Regions from separate parts of the Mus musculus genome. Here region 2 is linked to region 1. The links are chromatin contacts, called in public Hi-C maps. All regions are on one chromosome and are shown on one strand. Each heading gives the region's core, a stretch centred on a gene start, on an enhancer-like site or on the middle of the called end of the contact. The rest is flanking DNA. Distances are from core to core; before and after follow the strand shown. Region 1 overlaps Gm3521 (predicted gene 3521). Region 2 holds the start of 4930480C01Rik (a long non-coding RNA gene).

Evidence for each region. Hi-C and Micro-C count contacts between places; a contact is called where the count stands out from the background.
Region 2: a Hi-C map of pre-B cells shows a contact between it and region 1, with 2.8 times the contacts expected there. The contact joins the promoter of 4930480C01Rik here to the enhancer-like site in region 1. A contact is called at or near these places in 16 of 39 promoter capture datasets (the 3T3-L1 cell line, the C10 cell line, cranial neural crest and 7 more), 5 of 15 datasets of contacts at CTCF or cohesin (CD8 T cells, the NIH/3T3 cell line, embryonic stem cells and 1 more), 116 of 484 Hi-C or Micro-C datasets (the 63-12 cell line, 8-cell embryo, B cells and 55 more), 35 of 115 datasets of contacts at active chromatin or transcription factors (the 230-238 cell line, CD8 T cells, DN3 thymocytes and 20 more) and 3 of 9 other capture datasets (adipose tissue, embryonic stem cells and liver).

The regions. Positions count from the first base shown.
Region 1 is chr5:65,849,298-65,853,074 of GRCm38.p6, forward strand. All of the region lies in intron 1 of Gm3521 (predicted gene 3521), which reads right to left. Among named protein-coding and RNA genes, the nearest start is that of Gm3521, 7.0 kb to the right of the region's middle. Within about 2 kb of position 1,619, at least 53 of the 459 cell types and tissues checked have an H3K27ac peak or open chromatin away from gene starts, as enhancers often do. A contact at or near this core is called in the 230-238 cell line, the 63-12 cell line, B cells and 19 more, where this site is marked.
Region 2 is chr5:65,949,157-65,952,933 of GRCm38.p6, forward strand. 4930480C01Rik (a long non-coding RNA gene) reads left to right here and starts at 2,187. Exons shown (of 2, transcript XR_376988.3): 1 at 2,187-2,303; 2 at 2,722-3,051. It also overlaps a transcript of Chrna9 not described here.

The sequences.
Region 1 (3,777 bases), core at 369-2,868:
TACTGAGGAGGAGGGGATCTGAGTGGTCCTAGCTAGCGCTCAGTGTTGAGAGCCCTACTTCTTAGGCAGGTTGGTTATGGAAGGAGACAAACCAATGGGGGCTTTGGGGAGAGGGGGGAGAAGGCTGAGAAGAGCAAGGCAAGGGGAGGAAGAAGGAGGGGCAGGCAAGCCTTTGTTGCTTTGTTTTTAAAGACTTCTTATTCAATGCAAGCAGACTCATGTGAGAATCTCTCTCTCTCTCTCTCTCTCTCTCTCTCTCTCTCTCTCCTGTGTGTGAACAACCTCTAATATCATTCCTCAGATGCTGCCCACTTTGGTTTTTGTTGGTTTTGTTTTGAGACAGGGTTTCTCACTGGCTTGGAGCTTGCCAAGTAGGCTAGGCTGGCTGAGCAGTGATCCTCCAGTCTCTGCCTCTCCAGCACTGGGATTACAAGCGAACACCACAACGCCTGACTTTTGTTGTTCTTTGTTTAATTTTTGAGACAGGGTCTGATGATGCCACCCTGGCTGTACTGAAGCTCTCTGTATAGCTCAGTATGGCCTCAAGCTCACAGAGATCCTTCCATCCACCTGCCTGTGCCTTCAGAGTCCTGGGATTAAAGGTGTGCGACACTGTGCCAGTCACTGCTTGGCTTTTGTACAGAGGTTCTGAATATCAAATTCAGGTCTTTGGGCTTGCATGGCAGGCAGTTTACTGATGGGACTGTCGCCCCGGCTCGATGTGCTGAGCAAGTGCTTGCACTTTCTAGCATTGAGTTCTCACTGCAAAGGCTAGGACAGGGTTCTCTAAGGATGCTCTTAGCTCTGTCTCTCGTTTCCTCTAGCATCTCATGCAAGAGGTTTGTGAGAGAGATCAGCTCTACTGTAGAAGCCTTACATGGCTTTGGTCTTTTCTGGGATCAATTTGTCCTTTGAAAGTCAAATTAAATTGCTTCAAATAAATGTGTTTACAATGAATTAGGAGGAAAGGAAAAGAAAAAAAATCAAGTATTTAATTTATGAAAATGCTTAACTTAAAAAATAACATAAAATAATAAAAAGCATAGGATAAATTAACGTGGAGGTGAACTCTTTGTTCAGTAATATGTACAACTGTTGGACCTGTTAGCAAGCCTGTAATCTTAGCTACTCAGGAGACTGAGGCAGGAGGATCACCATTCTGAGGCCAAGGCTGTATGATAAATTTAAGTCCAGCCCTGGAAAACTTTGGGAGACTCTGACAAGAAGAGCCAAACAAACAAACAAACAAAAACTGAAAGAAAAAAAAAGCATATTTCTAATCAAAACAAAACAAAGCAAGACAAAACAACCTTACAGGCCGAACCTTCCAGCTTTCTGAACTAGAAAGGTTCACCCCTCTGGAAAAGCTTGAAGAACTCTAAGGAGAATTCGTGGTTCTGAAGACAGCTCGTGCTTTCTGTTGAGTTTCAATGATTGTTGCCATAATACATTTTTTTCTCAGCGTGGAAACAATGAACCGTCTCCCTGTGCTAGTAGTGTGCTCCACAAGAGTCAAGCTCTTAGGGGTAACAGCACAAAGTCGGCCAAGACTAACCTGCAGAGGTCAGCAGGGGCGCCCTGAGGCCGGCTCCAGAGCTGAGCCCTCTGCCTTCTCACAGGAACAGCAGATTTGGGTGGGGTGGGACCAGATGGGTTTGCCCAGTGACTCGGGAGCTGCAACACTGGCAAGGTTCATAATGAAAACCCAGAATCCTTTGCTTGCGATCTTCTGTTTGCTTAGAGTCTGCCGAGTGTCTGCAGCTGGCACTTCGGTTTGATTTCCTGTATGGTTCTCTGCCCTTCTTGTTTACAGCCTTCTGGCTGTCTTCAGCTGGGGAGTTTCATTCCGATCACGATGAGCGGGTGATAGAAAGCTTAAGATCATTTGTAAGGGCTGTGTACGTGAGTGAGGGACTCACTTATGGGTTACTTTAAATACAAAAGCATCTTGGAAAACTGTCATTAAAATCACCAAAATAGTGGCCCAAACAGTAGCTACCATTTATTGAAATACTGAGTTGCACAGAGGGTGGCTGGTATTCACTGATTCATTAATTCTCTTAATAATGTGTCAGGTACCCCATTTACCAGTTAAGGAAACCAAAGGCAAATAAATAAAAACAGCTTCCTTGAGGTTTCTACAGGAACACTCCTCATGCTCAATTCTATTCAAACGTTACAATATATATATATATATATATATATACACACACACACACACATATACTGTATATATACACACACATACACATATATATACAGTATATACACACATATATACCGTATATATACAGTATATATATACACTGTGTGTATGTATATATATACATACACACACACAGACACACACACACACACACACATATGTGTGTGTGTGTGTGTCTGTGTGTCTGTGTGTCTGTGTGTGTAAGGCTTCATAAAGCTAAAACGTGAATTGACAGGTAAACGGACTTCACCTTTCCTATCATGGGGTATCATGCAGCTCAAACGATGTGGCTATTCAGTTTTCCAGGACTAGATAGATACCTGCCCTGTGTCAGTTGGTTAAAATAAAATAAAACTAAACTGCAAAACAATGTGTGTTGTGTGGCTCTCTTCCTGGAAAAAAGAAAACACGGTATGCAAAAAACAGACGTGGCACAAGCTGTAGGGAGCTGTTCTCTTAAGTGTGATTGTGGCTTTTACTTCAAGGTCCAAGGTCCTTGTTCAAACTTGACCACCAAAGGAGGATGGTAGGAATAGGAGAACAGTTGCCATCATTGGGGACGCTTCTGGCAGTCGGGCAGTGGCTTGGTGGAGGGGTACAAAAGCCAAGCAGTGACTGGCACAGTGTCGCACACCTTTAATCCCAGGACTCTGAAGGCACAGGCAGGTGGATGGAAGGATCTCTGTGAGCTTGAGGCCATACTGAGCTATACAGAGAGCTTCAGTACAGCCAGGGTGGCATCATCAGACCCTGTCTCAAAAATTAACTAAGTGCGTAGAAGCAGGAGAATCAGAAAATTAAAGCCATCCTTGGCTATGAGCTCAAGGTCAGCCGGGGTTATGTAAGACCTTGACTCAAAACAAAACAACAGCAACCAAACCCAACCTGTACAACAACCCAGTATCTACACTGTTGGTTATTTAGGTTGGCGTTTGCCTAAGGTCTTTATATATTTTTAGAAAAGATTTATTTAATGTATATGAGTACACTGTAGCTGTCTTCAGACACACCAGAAGAGGGCATTGAATCCCATTACACATGATTGTGAGCCACCATGTGGTTGCTGGGAATTGAACTCAGGACCTCTGGAAGAGCAGTCAGTGCTCTTAACCTCTGAGCCATCTCTTCAGCCCTGGTTCTTTATATTTTTACAAGATATTGGTATCATCAACTTCAAATCTTTCTTATTTGATATTGTTTTTTCCTATTTTAACTACATCATTAACAGGCCTTCAGTTTCAGTGATGAGAACAAGGAAACATGGCTTACATAATTAAGCCATTTCACCCTCTCACAAACAAAAACCATAAGAGGTGGTCAGCAAGGCCAGGCTTCTGCTGTCTCTGCAGGACTCTTGGCTTTCCAGCCCTTGGTACTCCACATCTAATTTAGCCCTCAAAGCAAGGGGAAAAAAAAAAGGTAGGGCCCCTGCCCACATCGCCTGGTTCTGCTGGTTAGGAAAAAAGAAGCAAGAAGATTTTCCTCCATGTTTCATTGACTTGAACTGAGTGACATGGACGCTTAGCTGCAAGGGAGGCGAGGAAGCAAAGAAGTAGAAGGTTCTTTTTTAT
Region 2 (3,777 bases), core at 937-3,436, 100 kb after region 1:
TGGTTATACAGCCATACAGCTGGCCTGGTGGCGTACACCTTTAATCTCAGCACTTGGGAGGCAGAGGCAGGCAGATTTCTGAGTTCGAGGCCAGCCAGCCAGGGCTATACAGAGAAACCCTGTCTTGAAAAAAAAACCCAAAAACAAACAAACAAACAAACAAACAAAAACAAAAAGAAAAACAAAGCTATACAATGTTCAGGATCTTTGAAACTCTTTTTGTTTTTTTGATAGTCAGGCACGGTAGCACAAGACTGTACTCCCAGTACTAGGGAGGTAGGGGCAGGAGGATGGCAAGTTCAAGATCAGCCTGGTCACATGGCAAAAGTATCTCAGAAAACAAGGACAAAAAAATATTTTGTATTAAAATGATCATGACAGCACTATAAATGGTAATAGACTGAAAATAACCAAAATAGATCTGTTAGATAGATAGATAGATAGATAGATAGATAGATAGATAGATAGATAGATAGATAGATAGATAGATAGATAAGCTTGCTATATGATGCAGATTTTAGTAAACAGTTGGAAAATTTTGTCAGACAGGTAAATTCAGTATTAATCTTGATGTAAATGCCAGAATTATTCTTAACAATGTTCAGAATTTGGAGGAAGAAAATATTTCCAGGCCGGAGAGATGGCACAGAGGTTCTGGATAAAGGTGGAAGGAGAAACGAGACTCCACAGACAGGTTGTCTCACTGTCAAATGTCAGCTATGTTCAGTCTCTCCCTGCCTCTACCATGCGCATAATAAAGAGAGACGTAAAAGAAAATACCCCAAAGGGAGGAGAGATGGCTCAGCAGTTCAGAGCACCAGCTGCTCTTGCAGAATATTGGGGTTTGGTTTTCAGCACCCACATGATGGCTCACATCTGCCTATAACTTCAAGGGGCCCAACATCCTCTTTTGGCCTCTGAGGGCACCAGGAACACATATGGTTCACATACATGCACACAGGCAAACCACTAAAAAAAACCAAGAAAAGTAAAAATAAAGAGAAAATATCCCCAAGAGACAACAGTGGTTGTCTCTGATAATGAGATTATAGGAGACTTTTTGTGCCTCTAGATCGTTTGTTTTCATATTTTTCTTTTTTTTTTTTCTGGAATAAGCATGTATTATTTTGTGATGTGAAAGAAGAAAGGAGAGAGAGAGAGAGAGAAAACCATGCCATGCATGGCTGGCCTGAGTCACAAGCTGAATTCTCATGTTTAAATTAGTTTCAGAAACAAGGAGTGGTTTCTAGGCAACGGGCTTGGGAACTCATGGTCACTGCCATTGTTGCTACAGCGTGTGTGCGTGTCTTCGAGAAACTGCACTGGATGAATGCAGACCCGCTAAGGAGAAACAAGCTTTGCCACCCAGTTTTGGTCATGGGGACTTGAGTTACTGTGACCCTAGGGGCAGACAGTTGCCAACGATTTTTTTTTAATTTATTACTAATAAATGACTGAGTTAATGAGGATTGTCATAGGCGAGAAATCTGACAGAAATCTCAGTCATTTCAGAGGGTGTGGGAAACCGAGGGGGGGGGGGGAGCCAAAGCCAATGCCCCCACGCACACCACAATAGCTTTGCCGTGAACTCAGGCCGCCAGGGGCTGTGCCAGACAGATTGCATCTTAAGATGTGAAAAGATTGCTTCACAGTCTCTGTAGTCGTTTACTGTCATTACAGGCAATCCTGGGCAGCCAGGGGGCTTTTAATCGAGAGGAAACACTGAAAACTGGAACCAGGGCAATAAAAGCCTTGGCCCTCACTGTGGACTCTGAAGGGGGCGGAGCCAAGAACCTTATTGTTTCCAGGGCCCTTGTTCTTCCCCCAAGCGCCCACAGAAGGCGTTACTCAGCCCAGGAAGTGTATTCTGTTGACATTGACTACTATATTTTCAGCAAGAAAAGGCGAGTTTCTGAAAAAAATAGTGTCAGAGCTCGGCCCTCTTGTGGCAGAATCTCACATGGTCCAAGATGGCCTGGAACTCTATGTAGCTGGGGGATTGGGAGTGGGGGTGGGGCGATGGGGAGGGGGTGGGGGAAATGGGGGGTGGTGCTGGTCTTGGTTCACTTTATTGCTTCCTTACGCACCCATGATTCATATTCTTTCTCTTTCTCTCACTGTGTGATGTCACCTGCCATGTTATGACACAACACAAAGGCTCTCAGGAGATGCAGCTGCCTAAGATACTGGAACTGTGAGCTATATAACCTTCCTTTCTTTACAACGTATCCAGCCCTAAGTATTTTGTTACGGCAAATCAGACAAATAGAAGGACTAGTATTTACTCGGCCTTTTCTTATGAGGTAATTCTTCAGGACAGGCACGTTTTCATCTTTGTACTCTGGGCTTATCGTACATAGGCTGACCCTACATAGGTTTGTGCTTATCCACTACTCTTCTTGTTTTTTTGTCAGTGATGGGGGCTTCCGTATGGTAGGCAAACACTGTATGACTGAGCTACATCTCCATGTCTCACGGTCTTGAGTGACAAATGCAGCCTGCTTCAGTTTGAATGTGGTTTGAGTGTTCCCTTAAAGGTTTATGCTGGAAGCTACGCCCCCTAGTGGGCCAGTAAAGGATGACATAGAACATTTGAGAGTAGTGCAGTGGCCCGGAGATGGTCAGTGGTTTGTTAGGGGTAATTCACTTGGAGGGGATTCAGGGACTTTTCAGTGGTTTGTGGTGAAAGTCTAATTCTCTCTCTGGCTTCTTGTCTGGCAGTATGGTGGCCTCTGCCATGAGGTCTCTCTAGGACCCAACAGATACTGACACATGCCCTTGAATCTCTAGAGACTCGTGATCTCTGCCTCCTGTGACATCCCAGCCTGGGGCTCCATGGACTCCCTCTTTTCCTAACCTCTCATCGGGAAGATAAATCAACCCCATTCCCCTGTGGTCTACTCCCTCGGCAATACTTAACTCGTTTACCACAGCTTAGCTTACAAGTGTGCCTTTTTTTTTTCCAGACAGTCCACAAACGCACTGATAAAGCAAATATTCTCTTATGAGCCCTGTGCTCTGCTTTCAATAAATGTGTTCAGTACAGATTGAGTAGCGAGAGTTTTGTTGTTGTTTGTATAGGCAGGCTCTTGCCATGCAGCCCAGGCTGGTCTAAAACTCACGATCCCCCTGCCTCAGCCTCTCAAATACTGGGGTTACAGGCCTCTGCCACTAAGTTTGGGTTAGTCTTTAAATTCTTACAGAACTGACTTCCTAGTGTCTGTTCACACTGTAAACGTCTCTAGCCACCTCTCCTTGGCCAAACATTTATTCTTATTTAAAAAGGGTCACCACAATCCTTGATTCCTGTGGTGTTGCAGTTTGAGGTAGGTAAACCTGGAATCTTCTGCCCAGGAGCTTACAGTCTTGTGCATATATTGACTTGGCTGTTTTTCTGGATTTGGATCTAGGGTGGAGCCCACATCTGTTTAGCTTCTTCCATTCTGCCTGGAACCTGCCAGCTCCGAGGCCAAGCAGGGATCTGCTCTGACAAGCTGCGTGTGATGCTGGTGGGAACAAGTACCTGGTGTCTCTAGCAGAGCCTTTACTCCTTTGTACACCTGGCCTCTCAAGGCTGCCCTTTAGGGAACCAGGTCCTCCCCAGACACACATGCAATATAGCCTAAGTCCCAAAGTGCAGCTACTATGTCCCCCAAGGTGGACACAAGGCAGCACTCCTGTTCACGGGAGGCCAAGCAAGACTGCCTGAGGAGGTGTGTTGTGGGAGAGGCTCTCTCTGTTGGCACTCTGAAAGTCCAGACTCTGGCCAAGACTGTC